Linked DNA regions of Mus musculus: all the other regions are linked to region 4. The links are chromatin contacts, called in public HiChIP or PLAC-seq and promoter capture Hi-C maps. All regions are on one chromosome and are shown on one strand. The core of a region is the stretch at or near the end of the contact, and the rest is flanking DNA. Distances in the headings are between cores, read along the strand shown.

Region 1 (2,700 bases), core at 177-2,676, 160 kb before region 4:
GTGTCTGAAGACAGCTCCAGTGTACTTAGATAAATAAAAATAAATAAATCTAAAAAACAAAAAACAAAAAAAACAGACCCTGAAGTCCCCAAACTGAACCCTGGAGGAGCCCCGAAGGGGCCACCACTGGGTGTCAAGCATCAGGCTGACTGAGAAAGTGTTACATCCCAGAGTGCTCAGGGAGTCAGGGCCACGGGGCAAAAGGGGGTGTGGAAGCAATTAGTATATCAGTGCTCAACCTGTGGGTTGCCACCCCTTTGGCAAATGTCTAAATAGGAAATCCAGAAACATTTACATTACCATTCATAACAGTAGCAAAGCTAGTTATGAAGAAGTAACAAAAATAATTTTATGGTTGGGGTCACCACAATGAGGAACTATATTTAAGGGTCACGGCATTAAGAAGATTGAGAACCACTGAATTAGGAAATACAGATCAGGTGGCCAAGCCTAAATCAGGGGATGTAAGCTGCACTCCAAAGGACTCTGAAGACTGGTAGGAAGAGACGTGCAGGTTCTGCAACAACTGGGTAGTCCTACCATATTCAAACCCCTTAAATGGGATGTCGACTCCAGAGGGGAGGTTTCACGGTGTCAAAAATAAAAACGGGATGTGAAGAAGCAGTTAGGAGTTTCAAGATCAGATGGCCAGGCCTAAATGGGGGGCATCAAGTGCACCTCAAAGGACCTGGAGCCCTGTGGCGGGAATAGGGGCGCCCGGTCCGGGTTTAAGCAGACCTCGGGGTGTAAGCTACAGGTCGGGGTGGCCGAGCACCTTCGCGGGATGAAGGAGAGCCGGACCTGAGCCTGAGGCTATGCCGGGGAAGGAGGCCCAGGCCCCAGGCGAGGGAAGCGGGGAAGGGAGCGTGGCGGGCTGGGCCCGCGAGCAGGCTCGGAGGTCTCGCCCGCCTCGTTCGAGGCCGCGGAGCCGCGTCTCAAGGCCCGTTGGGCTCCCCGGGCGGCCTGCGAGGCCGGAAGGCGTGGGGTGGGGGTGGGGGGTGGGAGGCGGTCGCGGCGCGGCCGAGGAGCCTCGAGGTCGGGAGGAGGCAGAAGCCGGGGCTGCCGCGAGGAACCCGGCCGGGGACCAGACTCCACGGTAGGGGGGCCCGCTGGGTGCCCAGACCGGGTGAGGCCGAACTCCCACAACCTGAAGCGCTCGCCCTTCGACTCTGGGGCTCCCTTGACTTCCCGCCCCGCGCCCGCCTGCCGCCAGCTGGCCCCCGGCGGCGCCTCCCCTACCTTCGTTCGCCAGGTCCGCCATTTTACTTCCTTAAGCCCTCCCACAAGGCCCCGCGCCCGGCCCCCGGGCTCCGAGGGCTTTCTGCTGGGAGAGTTCTGCGCCTGCGCATCCCATAAGCCAGCGCCGGTGTGAGGAGGAGGGAAGCTCGCACCCGCTAGAGCTCCGGCCGCGCGCCTGCGCAGTAACGGCTCTCCGCCCGCCTCTTCCCGCCCGCAAAGGGAAGAGGGTGTGGCTAGCGTGGCACGCATGCGCACAGGCAGCGCCAGTTTGCTATTGGTCCTGAGCTCCTAGCATTGGCAGCATGTTAAGGAGGTGGGGGGGGGGGAGGAGGATGGCCGAGCCCCACGCATGCGCAGGAGAGACGTGCCGCTGCTTGCTGTCCTGACTGCCATCCCGCCACTTTCTCTGTTTGTTTCTCTGGCGTGAGCCTAGGTAGGCTTTTTAGCGATTCCGCGTACAGGAAGGAGTGGCCCATGTCCCTGAATCAGAAGCCAGGCCCTTTCACACAGCTTTCCTATGGCTATTTGGGGTGGTTGAGGAAGAGGCAAAGTCAGAGGTCACCCTAGATTTCAAACACAGGATGTCCTAATAAAACTAGACTCTTAACCTCTCTGGGCATTAGACTTGGCATTGGTGCGCACGCCTTTAATCCCAGCACTCAGGCAGACGCAAGAGGATCTCCGTTTGAGAGCAGCCTGGTCCAGGGCTACACAGACTATGTCTTGAAAACAAACAAACAATAAGTAATAAGAAAAGATGTATTTGTGTATGAGTGCTATGTGTGTGCAGTGCCTACAAAAGGCTAAAAAAGGAAAGGCTATCCTGGAACTGGACTGTGGGTGACCGGTCTAAGCCAACTATGTGGGTGCTAAGAACTCAGGCCAGGCGTGGTGGCGTACGCCTTTAATCCCAGCACTCGGGAGGCAGAGGCAGGCGGATTTCTGAGTTCGAGGGCAGTCTGGTCTACAGAGTGAGTTCCAGGACAGCCAGGGCTATACAGAGAAACCCTGTCTGGAAAAAAGAAAGAAAGAGAGAGAGAGAGAGAGAGAGAGAGAGAGAGAGAGAGAGAGAGAGAGAGAGAGAAGAAGAAGAAGAAGAAGAAGTAAGGAAGAAAGAAAGGAAGGGAGAATGGAAAACCAAACCTATATTCACCTTTGCATACTGACAAGACACCTGAAAGCAGCTACTACGTATTTTAAATCTGGGTATACTCCTATAGATCTGTGAGATAGGGAGACACTGTCACAGTGTAGTCCAGTCTGGTCTTGAACTCAAAATTCTCCTGCCTCATCTTCCCAAGTGCTGGGGCCACAGATATAGAACTCACTCTTGCCGGGCGTGGTGGCACATGCCTTTAATCCCAGCACTTGGGAGGCAGAGGCAGGCAGATCTCTGAGTTCGAGGCCAGCCTGGTCTACAGAGTGAGTTCCAGGACAGCCAGGGCTACACAGAGAAACCCT
Region 2 (2,700 bases), core at 112-2,611, 240 kb after region 4:
CTTCCTTCCTTACAGCCTTCACTGGCTAACAGACAAACATGAAAGATCTAAGAAGCAGGATAGGAGTTGTATTCTGGGGCCTGGGAACATGAACTCAGTCTTGACCCTGCCAGCAAGATAGAACTTGTTTCTGAGATGGCTGGACTCAGGAAACTGTCTCCTAAAGATGTGACCAAGAGCAAACACTTGATGTCAACCTCCAACTTACACAAATACGTGTGCATATGTAAGCATGAAAATGTGGAGAAGTCCGTCTGCTACCTGCTTTGGGGAGATGAGTGTCCAGAGTCTGGGAGAGATTGAGTTCAGTGGCATGAGGCAGATACTCCTGCCTAGACTCCCCAGCAAGAGGGTGGGGTGGTTCTCCTTTGTGCACCTCATCTTCCAGTCATAGTCCTCTGGGAACTGCTGCTTTTCTGTTTTCACAATTTAGTTTTATCAGTTTTAAAACATGCCATAGGGCTGGAGAGATGGCTCAGTGGCTAAGAGCACTGGCTACTCTTCCAGAGGTCCCCGAGTTCAACCCCTAGCAACCACATCCATCAGATGTGGCTCACAACCGACTGTAATGAGATCTGATGCCCTCTTCTGGTGTATCTGAAGAGAGCCAGAGTGTACTCATACGTAAAATAAATAAATAAAGCTTTAAAGTATGCCTGTAATCTCACCATCTAGCTGAGCTAGGAGGATAGCCCCAAGTCCCAGTATGCATACACAGACCGTTTCTCAAAAGTAAATACCCAGAAATCTCCGACAAATCTTTGTGTTGTGTCTCTGTGACGGCTCAGCAAGTAATGGTACTTGCGGTTCTTTGACCTACATTCATACATGCCTGCATGCACATACATACACACAACACCAAGTAAAATCAAGTAAAGAATTAAAAATATTTACAACCTAACAGTTGTATAAAACCTTGTGGCCTCCAGCACTTCTGTTTACTTATCTTGTATGAACTTATTTTTGAGATGGAGGTCTCACTCTGTGGGTCAGGCTTCCTTGGAACTCTGGGCAATCTCTCTGCTTTAGTTTTCTGTGTGATGCTGGACTGACAAGTGTGAGTCATCAGGTTCCCAGTGCACTTAGCCACATGGTGCTTTGCGAATCCCCAGAGTATGTCACTAGCTGAGCTCTTTGGCTAACAGCTTAAAGTTCTCTGTGGGCGGAGGGTTCCTTCTTCCTTTCCCCAGCTCTGGCCTCACAAAGTACAAGTCCTGCCTAGTTCCACGTGGCGCCAGGACACTGGGCGGGAGGGCAGGGCTTGGCTCAGCTAGATAAGATTACACGCTGACTTCATCCCCCCCCTACCCCCCCCCCCAGACCCGGAAGGGAGGAAGGGGCGGAACCGAACGCTCCCTCCTCCCTTCTCTCTCCTCCTCCTCCAGCAGCCACCAGGGACCGGGAGATCTACCAGCTCAAGACCCCTACAGCCAGGTAGGATGAAGGCAGAGGGAACAGGACGGCGGGCCGGCGGGCATAGGGTCGGGAATAGATGCTGGGCCGGCCACCTGCAGGCTGCCAGGTTCCTCAAGTTCTTTCCCATGGATACTCAGATCCGCAATCCAACTCCTAACTCCCAAACCAGCCCTGTGACCCTGGGTGCTCGCTCAGTTCCTAGTTACCCCCCCCCCCCCCCAACCTCCATGGCTAGATCTTCTAAGTCCCAGGTCTTCTCCAGCCCCAACAGCGAATCCTCAACCCTCTCCACCCTCAATCCCTCCCGTTGTCGCTATTTCCTGATCAGATCTGCTTTCTCTACCTCAATGTTCCCTGTCAAAATTCCTGCCCCAGACTAACACAGACACCATCTACTACTACCTGTGGGGACTGGCTTGCTGCACCTTCTACAGTCAACTATTTCCGGCCCCTGGATACATGCAAGGTCACCCTGGCAGTACAAAGTCCCTGAGTTCCAGAGCTGACAGTCAGCAGAGCCTGGAGGAGGGCCCCCCTGTGCCAGAGACTAAGTTCTGCCAGGGAGAGAAGGCCAGGGAAGAAAGAAAGAGGCCTATTTACCCCATCCACTCACCATCCACCCATCCTGGTTTCTGCTGTTCTGGGGATATCACACAGTCTCTTAGGCATGCTGGATGCTTTTTTTTTTTTTTTTTTTTTTGAGACAGGGTTTCTCTGTGTAGCCCTGGCTGTCCTGGAACTCACTCTGTAGACCAGGCTGGCCTTGAACTCGAAATCCACCTGCCTCTGCCTCCCAAGTGCTAGGATTAAAGGCCTGAGCCACCATTGCCAGACTGGCATGCTGGATGAGTGCTTTACCCACTGAGCACATCTCCTCCCTCTTCCTAACTCTCCCCTCCCCCTCCCCTTCTCCTTCCCTCCTTCTTTCTCTCTCTCTCCTTACTCTCCCCTTTCCTCTTCCCTCTCTCTTAAAAATAACTACCTTTATTTTTGTGTCATTTGTGTTATTTGTATCTTTTTTTTTTTTTTTTTTTTTTTTTGGTTTTTGAGGCAGGGTTTCTCTGTGTAGCCCTGGCTGTCCTGGAACTCACTTTGTAGACCAGGCTAGCCTTGAACTCAGAAATCTACCTGCCTCTGCCTCCTGAGTACTGGGATTAAAGGCGTGCGCCACCACGCCCAGCTGTGTTATTTGTATCTTAAGACAGGGTGTATCACTATGCTGACCAGGCTGACCTGGAACTTACCTAAGTGGACCCTGATCTCTTGGGTTCAAGAATCCTCCTG
Region 3 (2,700 bases), core at 75-2,574, 210 kb after region 4:
AAGTCCCAGTAACTGGAACTCGCCAACTCCGAAGCGGACTGGAACCTCTCAAGTCCCAGGAGGGAGAACTCGGTCACAGAAGGCAGGGGCCCCCGCGCACGCACACACACACACACACACACACACACCACTCAGGACTCCCCCAAAGTTCCAGACCCGTGCCTCCCGCGCGCGTACTTAGAGCAAGACACCCCCCCGCCGTGGCCATGGCAACCGGCAGTCCGGGCCGGGCCACCCGTTAGCGCGCGCTTGTGGCCACAAACTCACCTGAACCCCACCCACAGCTGGCTGCCCTAACTTCCCCTCGGGACACAGACCCTGGCCTCCCGGAAAGGCGCTTTAAAGACCCGGGAGGCACAGAGCCCACGCCCACATCCGCCGCCGCCGCCCAGGCCAGACCCCTGGAGCCCCGCCGTTTAAGTTCCGCCCTTCCCGGAGAGCTCGCTGCTGATTGGCTCCTCCCGGGCTACGTGCCCCGCCCTCCTCGCATGCGATTGGCCTAGATGACCTCGGAGACGCCTGGGCGCGCGAAACCCGACTCGGGCGCGACAATTGAATCTCGGGGAGTGTCCGCTCTTAGGCGTGGAGCCGCGTGCACTTCCCCGCCGGACCCCACGCGTTTCCCGCGAACTTTAGCGGCACCCAGGAGAGTGAAAAACCAGGTGCAGCGTGGAGGATTCCTCTCAAGTTGCCCCTCAACGGATGCAGAAGCACGCATGCGCAGTGGCTGTGCAATGCCCCGAGCCACGCGCGGGAAACTTATGCCAAGTTTTCGGGTCTAACCGTGTGCACAGGGCCGGAGAGGGAGGCTCAGCGTGGAGGACACAACTCGGATTCCTCTTACAAGAGGTGTGGAACCCACGCGTGGGCAATGGCCCTCTGCAGATCTCACCCCACGCGCGGGAAAGTTTTGCAAAGCTCCCCCCCACGACCCGGGCCGTCAACGTAGTGCGCCTGACCAGTAAGAGGGCTAAGCGTAGAAGACACCCATCGGATCCCCTGAAGCAAGCCCCCGCAGCCTTGTGTGAGAAGGGTTCCTTTCAGTTTTGCGTGGTGCCCCGCGTGCCACTGTGTGCATAGAACGCGCTCTTCCACTCACCTCTCTCACGGCGGCGATCCGCACTCTCCTCTCCCTTGGAACGCCTGGTTCTAGGCTAGGGCTCTGCGGCTGGGTGACCCAGAAGGGAGCCGCGTGAGTGGCTGAAGACCCAAGTGAGCACTAGAGCGCGGGTTCCTTCCAGCTGCTAGGACTTTTTTTCCCGCGAAAACTCAGGGCGTTTTTATTAGTGTGCACAGGCTGCTGCGGGAGACTTCCACCCCAATTGGGTGGGGAGGGCTCTTGATTCCTGATTGGCTGGCGCTGTGGCGGGAAGCGAGAAAGCAAGTGGGGCGTCCGCATGACTAAGGATCTACCCCACCCCCGGCTCCGCCCAACGGGCCATGGACTTTCCCTGCCGGCTATGCTCACTTTACCAAGAAGGCCCAGTTCCCCCACCATGTAAACCTCATAGCATTCCTGGGAGAGGAGAAAGGGACACCACCACCACCCCGAGACTTCTGACCACACTACATGTCTATTCCTTCTGAGCTGGACAAACTTTGACCTCTTAATCTAAGCAACCCTGAATCTATATTCATATCCCCTAGGGGAACTTGAGGGGTGCCTCCCCACCAGATACCCTGCACCCCATGTCAGGTCTGAGCTCATTGAGTAACAGAACACTACAGATGGTCTCTCATGCTACCCATCCGCAGGGCTTCTTTTCCTGCCTGGTTTCCCCACCCCCACCCTGCCGGTCAGCAAGCTGTCCAGGCGTGCAGGGCCTCCCTGCCCCCTCCACCCCGGCGGCCTGCTCTGTTCTAACCATTCTTGGCGGACACTTGGCGCGCGCTGGGCATCTGTGCAATAACTAGTGGATAGAGAAACCAGAGTTAGGGGGCCCAACTGCTTGTGAGGCACACCCTCCCCTCCAGCATTTGCCATCTCTGGGAAAGCAAATCCTGACCTAGAAAACAGTGGAGAAGAAAATAATGAACATAGAGGACAATTCCAGGTACATCCACAAGTCATGAGGTCAGAAGTGACCAGTGGCCACGTGGGGGCTGGGACAGAGGCACTTCCGGCTGAGGAAGCCAAGGACACATGAGGTATAAAGAAGGCTTAGAGGGGAAGGCAGGAGGAGGCACCTGGACTGGAACAAGTAAGGCATCAGAGGCCGAGTGAAGGACGTTGGTTTTAAAGGTCCTTAGCAGAAAGACTTCCAATTTTTGTTTAACTGTGTTTGTTTTTTAAAAGAGTCTCACATAGCCCAGGCTAGCCTTCAACTTGCTCTGTAGCTGAAGATGACTTAGAACTCCAGAGCCTCTTGCCTCCATCTTGCTAGTTCTGGGCTAACAGGTATTGCACTAACCCCAGACCATTTGTGGGGCTCGGTAGAAGTTGTCCCTCCAAAGATGTTTCAAGTATCTTTCCGTGAGCCCCAAAGGTCTCCAGGCCCTCACCTCTCACCTCCAAGAGCTGGGAAAACAGGGATTTCTAATGGTAAGGAAAGATTTCCCAGATGGTCATTAGCCTCCTGACACCCTCCTGGCACTCAGGCACTTGGAAAGTAAAGCCAGGAGGATCAGGGGTCGAAATCCATCCCTAGCATGGGCTACAAAGACCATCTCAAAAAAATGCATGTAACAAAGATAATTAAC
Region 4 (2,700 bases), core at 54-2,553:
CTTGTCTCAAGAAAACAGAGAGCCGGGTGTGGTGGCACACGCCTTTAATCCCAGCACTCAGGAGGCAGAGGCAGGCAGATTTCTGAGTTTGAGGCCAGCTTGGTCTACAAAGTGAGTTCAAAGACAGCCAGGGCTACACAGAGAAACCCTGTCTCGAAAAACCAAAAAACCAAAAAACCAAAAAAAAAAAAAAAAGAAAGAAAGAAAGAAAGAAAGGAGGAAAGAAAGAAAGAAAGAAAGAAAGAAGGAAAGAGAGAGAGAGAGAGAGAGAGAGAGAGAGAGAGAGAGAGAAAGGAAGAAAGAAAGAAAACAGAGAACAATAACCCAGCAAAACCAGGACCTTCCCTCTAACCAGACCATGTCAGGTCTTTAGTCATAGTCTGGGGACTGACCTGGGAATCCGAAGGACAGTGATGCTGGAAAAGAACTGAGTCCCACTTCCTTTGCACCCAAGCAGAGACAGCGCATGTCCCTGCCTCTGAACTTCAGTCACAGCTGATTATGGCGGGAGCACTAGTCACACCAAACAATACGAGAGCCCTGATTGGCCACAAGGAATTGGGGAGCAAGGTTCAGAGGGGGCAAGGCCTTTCTGAGGGTGGCACAGTAGAGATACAGAGATGGCACTGAGCAAGATGCCAGGCATCTAGTTCAAGGAAGGCAAAGAATCCTTGTAGTTGTTTCCTTGATCTCCTCACTAGCATAATAGTCCTCAATTGTTACTGCATCCACAGTTCAGAGCTACAAAATGACACTGCACATGATGAGGACCTGTCCAGACAGGAGAGAATGGATCCAGGTATCTCCATGGTATCAGGTTGGGGAGGGGAAGGGAGTTCCTCAGTCTGTGTGAGTTTTGGGAGGGTGGATCCCCTTACCAAAATACAAGTTCCTATCTCTTCTTGAGTTTTATTTGTCCTCTGGGGTAGGCATACTGAGATGAGCCCAGCCAATCGGAGCCCCGAGTCCGTATGGCCACGCCACAAGCCCACAGCTGACGGGAGCAACAGCATTCTGCTTCCCTGGGGTGGTGAGAGGCTGCTCTGTCAACGGGAATCCTATGCCTGAAGTCTACTGTTGTGCTCAGATGCCAAGTTAGACTCAGTTTCCCTGTTCATGAACTGACATCAAATGAGGCGAATGACCTGGGCTCCTCTGGGAATGACCTAAGTCAGGGATCAAGTAATGCTCCACCAGCCACCAGTCTGCAACAGCCAAAGGGATTTATGACAATGACGTCATAAAGGTCGGAAGCGTCCAGAACCCCGAGGTGTCATCCTCAGAACTTGTCTCCTGGACATCATGTGGGCTGAACTGTCGCCGGGAGCCTCTTCCGCTTGAGGCCCCCGAGTTCGGCCACAGTAGGCGCCGCTCCCACCCGGCCACGGGATCCCCGCGTGGCTCCGGAGATGCCCGAGGGGCTTCAGTACCGTCCCACCAGGGACTCATCGGAGCTCGGGAGCCGGAGGTAGGGACTGCCATGGCGCGGTTTGCGTGGACCCGGGTAGCCCCAGTGGCCCTGGTGACTTTCTGGCTGGTCCTGTCCCTGTCGCCCACGGACGCTCAGGTTAACTTGAGCTCTGTGGACTTCTTGGACCTCCCGGCGCTGCTTGGGGTTCCTGTGGACCCCAAGAGGGCACGCGGATACCTGCTGGTGGCCCGGCCGGCCGACGCCTGCCACGCCATCGAGGGCCCCTGGCCCGACAACCACTCACTGGACCCACTAGTGCTGGTCCGGCCCCTGGGCTGCTCCTGGGAGCAAACAGGGCGGCGAGCACAGAGAGCTGGAGCCACAGCAGCCTCAGTGGGCCCTGAGGCCCCAGGGCAGCTGCGCGAGTTTGAGGACTTGGAGGTGACCGTACGCTGCGACCAGCCAGCCCGCGTGCTGCTGCCTCACGCGGAACCCTGCCCCGACCCCGAGTGTCACCCTGTAGTGGTTGCATCCTGGGCGCTCGCCCGAGCCCTGGCCCTGGCCGCATCTACGCTGTTCGTGCTGCGGCAGCTGTGGCCGTGGGTCCGGGGCTTGGGTAGCCGGGGCACCGCGGTGAAGACGCAGACATGCCAGAAGGCACAGGTGCGCACGTTCACGCGCCTCAGCGACCTGTGCGCCATCTGCCTGGACGACTACGAGGAGGGGGAACGGCTCAAGATCCTGCCTTGCGCACATGCGTACCACTGTCGCTGCATCGACCCCTGGTTCTCGCGCGCCGCGCAGCGTTCATGCCCCCTGTGCAAACAGTCAGTGGCCAGCACTCACGACGGTTCCACGGACGGCAGCGTAGGCGGCGAGGAACCACCCCTCCCCGGACACCGCCCGCCCATCTGGGCCATCCAGGCCCGGCTGCGCTCCCGCAGGCTCGAGCTGCTAGCCCGGACAGTCCCCTGCCGTCGCTGCAGCAGCACCACGTCTCTGGGGGTGGCGGAGAACGTGGCGCAGTCAGAAGCGACTTCCGAGCTCTCCTGACCCCAACTGACGCGGGAAGGGCGGAAACCAGGCAGGGGAGGTTGGGGGTGCCCAATAAAGCGTGTTTGAATCTGGATAGTTTCCCGCTTTCCTGCACTGCGTTGAAGGAACCAGTGGAGCTGGACACGGCCTCTGTGTAGCCATGCCAAACCTCGCCCACGAAGCAGACCCCGCCTGCCCACCACAACACAATCACGCCATCTTCTCCCGACCCCAGCATAGCCTTGCCCAGTCCA
Region 5 (2,700 bases), core at 49-2,548, 190 kb after region 4:
CTCAGCGCCTATGAAGGTGCTGGCACCAGGCTGCAGGCTGAGCAAATCCCACTTGGTTACAGGGAAAGATACACTCTTTCTTTTTGCTTTTTGAAACATACCGGATCCATCCTCTCCATAGTTGAAAAAAACTAGCAACTACTCCGGCAAGACACTTCCCCAGGTGTTAATTATTAAAGCGATGCCATCCTCCGCCCCGCCCCCCCCCCTTTCAGACAGATGGGACAAGGAACCGCGATGCCCGAACCGTAATGGCCAAACCGCACCAGTTACAGCATCAAATCTGCAAACCTGGAATCCCTTATACTCTCAGCTGGCTGACCGAAACCCCTAACAGAACCCCCAAAACCCCCCAGGATATGGCAGTAGGAAAGCCACCCCCAGCTGTCCCCAGCTTTGCCAAGCTTCCCTGTCTGCCGGGATGCCCTGGACTAGTGTGCACGCGGAAAACTGCACATTTCATGGCTTACAGAAAGAAGGGAGCTGGAAAGCAAAGAGACCAGGGTACAGAAGCGAGGTGGAAAGGCTGCCATTGCAATAGCAGATACGTGTACTATTTATTTTCATTTTTAAAATGCAGATTATATGGTGATTTACAGATTCTGGACATGCGGGGGTCAAGTTTGCAAGGCCATGATGGGTGAGTGTTTGGAGGGGACAGCTCCAAACCAAAGGGAACCAAAATGCAAGCGGCGGGGAGCAGGGACTTGGAGTGGGTTTTTTATTTTTAAGGATTTGGGGTTGTTGAAGGGATGGCTGGACCGGGCCACCCACGCTGTCATCTTTTGTGCCCTGGAAAGGGGACGCGGCGCCCCGCCCCCGCCCCGCCTTTGTCCGGCCCCATCGTCAACCCCCCCCACCCACCCCCAAAAAAACACACCCTCCTTTCCCAGGCACACAATCGTTTTGTCGATCAACAAACAGCAGCTTCGCCCGAACGGACAAAAGCGCGGCGTACTCCGCCGCCCTGAGGAGCCGAGTAGGCCGCAGCCAAAGCCTCGGCCTGGAGTGCGCGCGGCGGCCCAAGGTGCGGCGTGGGGGCAGGCATGGCGGCCGCGCGGCCCCCCAAAGGGGCCTGGAAGCTGCTGAGCGCCGCCACGGATCGCACACTCACTCACCTGGCGCAACGCGCGGCCCGGGCCGCAGACAGCAGGCTGAGCGGCGCGTGCCCGGCCGTCTCGCGTCGCCCCCGCCGGCCCTCACTCGCTCGCCCCGGCCACTGGGCTCCGAGCTTCGCCCGGTCTCTTTGCTCCTTCGATGGTTCGCTCGCTCGCGGCCGAGCCCTCAGCAAGAGCCCGGGGCGGGGAGGCGAAGCTTCAGAGGGGCGGGGCGACGGCTCCTACTCGGCCGCCATTGGGCATTCAGCCCACGCCCGCACGCTGATTGGTGGCGGCTGACAGCTCCACCCCTCCCCTCATCAACACCGAGCGGCCCCGCCCTCCGCGACCTGGGGCGGGAGCAGGCACTCGATTTCTTCCCTTCATTGGTCCAACCCCGAGGACGTGCCGGCACCCACTCACGTGCCTAGTGACCGGCTCAGCTTTCAGTGGGTACGAAGCATGCCCGTCAAGATGCACACAGCCAATCCGGCTGCGGTCGGGTGTAGGATAGCCCCGAGCTCACGCAGATTGACAAGCGCGTTCTCAGACTTTACTGAGACAAACGCGGATTGGTGTTTGGTACCGGTCTCTGGGTGCCGAATGGTTGCGACTGAATGTCAATCGCTGTCTTGCTGCTCCAGACTCCACCCTGTGATCGGGCGGCTGCTGAGTACGTGATTTCCTGCACAACATCAGCTCTGGGTCCGGAGACAGTGGTTCGAAACCCAGTAGTTCTAGATCTAGAGTCAGAATTTGAGCCCAGCTTTGCAAAAGGCCGAACTAGGGTAAGAGGATCTCAAAAGCGTTCCATATTGCCCTCCCCAAACGTTCATGAGTTCCCTAAAACGTGCGCGACTTGGTCCACCCCACCCCCCACCTTGAACTGATAGCTGTACCCATGGAAAGCGTTGCAATAACTCAGTGGAAGAGGATTCAATTATCTACTTCTCAAAATGTCCTAGGTCCTACTCTCTAGCTCAGCGTATTGCAAATTGGAGGCCTGGGCACCCAAATTCCAGCTACAGGTGTCCAAGCCCCTGCTCCACACAATTGTTTCCATCTCTTCATTGTGCGATGTGAAGGGAACAGCATCACCACACCAGTCACCCTGCACTCAAGAGCATTTAGTTAAGGTCTGATATCATCCCCATCAATATGCATTTATAATTTTAAATTTTTATTATTTTGTATATATGTGTGGTATATACCTCTACAGGTCAGAGGGCAACTCTGGAGTTTGTCATCTGGGTTGTTAGGCTTCACTGCAAGCTCTTTTATCCAGAGCCTGCTTTGCAAACTACCATTACGGCTTCTATACTTGAGCAAGCAGAGGTGACAACATTCCTGTTTTATGGGGTAGACTAGAAATCCTTCTACTTTAATATCTAACATCTGGAAAGTACCCTCCTTAGAGCAGGTTCTTTGTGCACCCAAGATATTTGTTCTACCCCCCTAGTCTGTTGCTAATTCACTAACTCTCAAGGTTACACATAAATTATTCCAAGCTAGACGAGTCTTGAATTGTTTCCATTGCTCTTCATTGTGCAATGTAAAGAGAACAGCCATCACCCACGCCAGTCACCATGTACTCAGAATTTGG

Evidence for each region. Promoter capture Hi-C pulls out the DNA fragments that hold promoters and counts their contacts. HiChIP or PLAC-seq counts read pairs in DNA pulled down with a chosen protein or histone mark. Capture Hi-C pulls out chosen DNA fragments and counts their contacts.
Region 1: an HNF4G HiChIP or PLAC-seq map of pancreatic cancer cells shows a contact between it and region 4. The contact joins the promoter of Ranbp3 here to the promoter of Znrf4 in region 4. A contact is called at or near these places in 3 of 39 promoter capture datasets (embryonic stem cells and stem cell-derived epiblast-like cells), 14 of 484 Hi-C or Micro-C datasets (B cells, CD8 T cells, the N1E-115 cell line and 5 more), 15 of 115 datasets of contacts at active chromatin or transcription factors (bone marrow-derived macrophages, double positive thymocytes, embryonic limb bud and 7 more) and 4 of 9 other capture datasets (adipose tissue, embryonic stem cells, liver and 1 more).
Region 2: a contact with region 4 is called in a promoter capture Hi-C map of pancreatic islet. The contact joins the promoter of Ticam1 here to the promoter of Znrf4 in region 4. A contact is called at or near these places in 7 of 39 promoter capture datasets (the 3T3-L1 cell line, the HPC-7 cell line, the SN4741 cell line and 4 more), 1 of 484 Hi-C or Micro-C datasets (cerebral cortex), 3 of 115 datasets of contacts at active chromatin or transcription factors (embryonic stem cells, pancreatic cancer cells and thymic regulatory T cells) and 2 of 9 other capture datasets (embryonic tail and pancreatic islet).
Region 3: a promoter capture Hi-C map of pancreatic islet shows a contact between it and region 4. The contact joins the promoter of Uhrf1 here to the promoter of Znrf4 in region 4. A contact is called at or near these places in 13 of 39 promoter capture datasets (the 3T3-L1 cell line, the C10 cell line, the HPC-7 cell line and 8 more), 1 of 15 datasets of contacts at CTCF or cohesin (the NIH/3T3 cell line), 4 of 484 Hi-C or Micro-C datasets (embryonic stem cells and olfactory sensory neurons), 9 of 115 datasets of contacts at active chromatin or transcription factors (bone marrow-derived macrophages, effector CD8 T cells, embryonic stem cells and 3 more) and 4 of 9 other capture datasets (adipose tissue, liver, macrophages and 1 more).
Region 5: a promoter capture Hi-C map of embryonic stem cells shows a contact between it and region 4, with 4 times the contacts expected there. The contact joins the promoter of Kdm4b here to the promoter of Znrf4 in region 4. A contact is called at or near these places in 14 of 39 promoter capture datasets (the 3T3-L1 cell line, the C10 cell line, cranial neural crest and 8 more), 1 of 15 datasets of contacts at CTCF or cohesin (large pre-B cells), 1 of 484 Hi-C or Micro-C datasets (embryonic stem cells), 15 of 115 datasets of contacts at active chromatin or transcription factors (the 230-238 cell line, acute myeloid leukemia, bone marrow-derived macrophages and 10 more) and 3 of 9 other capture datasets (adipose tissue, liver and pancreatic islet).

What each region holds. Positions count from the first base shown.
Region 1 is chr17:56,671,951-56,674,650 of GRCm38.p6, reverse strand. It overlaps Ranbp3 (RAN binding protein 3), which reads right to left and starts at 1,426. Exons shown (of 17, transcript NM_001252466.1): 1 at 1,240-1,426. The coding sequence starts at 1,261.
Region 2 is chr17:56,275,428-56,278,127 of GRCm38.p6, reverse strand. It overlaps Ticam1 (toll-like receptor adaptor molecule 1), which reads left to right and starts at 1,361. Exons shown (of 2, transcript NM_174989.5): 1 at 1,361-1,434.
Region 3 is chr17:56,301,961-56,304,660 of GRCm38.p6, reverse strand. It overlaps Uhrf1 (ubiquitin-like, containing PHD and RING finger domains, 1), which reads right to left and starts at 1,324. Exons shown (of 17, transcript NM_010931.3): 1 at 1,100-1,324.
Region 4 is chr17:56,511,086-56,513,785 of GRCm38.p6, reverse strand. It overlaps Znrf4 (zinc and ring finger 4), which reads left to right and starts at 1,303. Exons shown (of 1, transcript NM_011483.2): 1 at 1,303-2,538. The coding sequence starts at 1,481. The coding sequence ends at 2,464.
Region 5 is chr17:56,324,648-56,327,347 of GRCm38.p6, reverse strand. Kdm4b (lysine (K)-specific demethylase 4B) reads right to left here and starts at 1,298. Exons shown (of 23, transcript NM_172132.3): 1 at 1,119-1,298.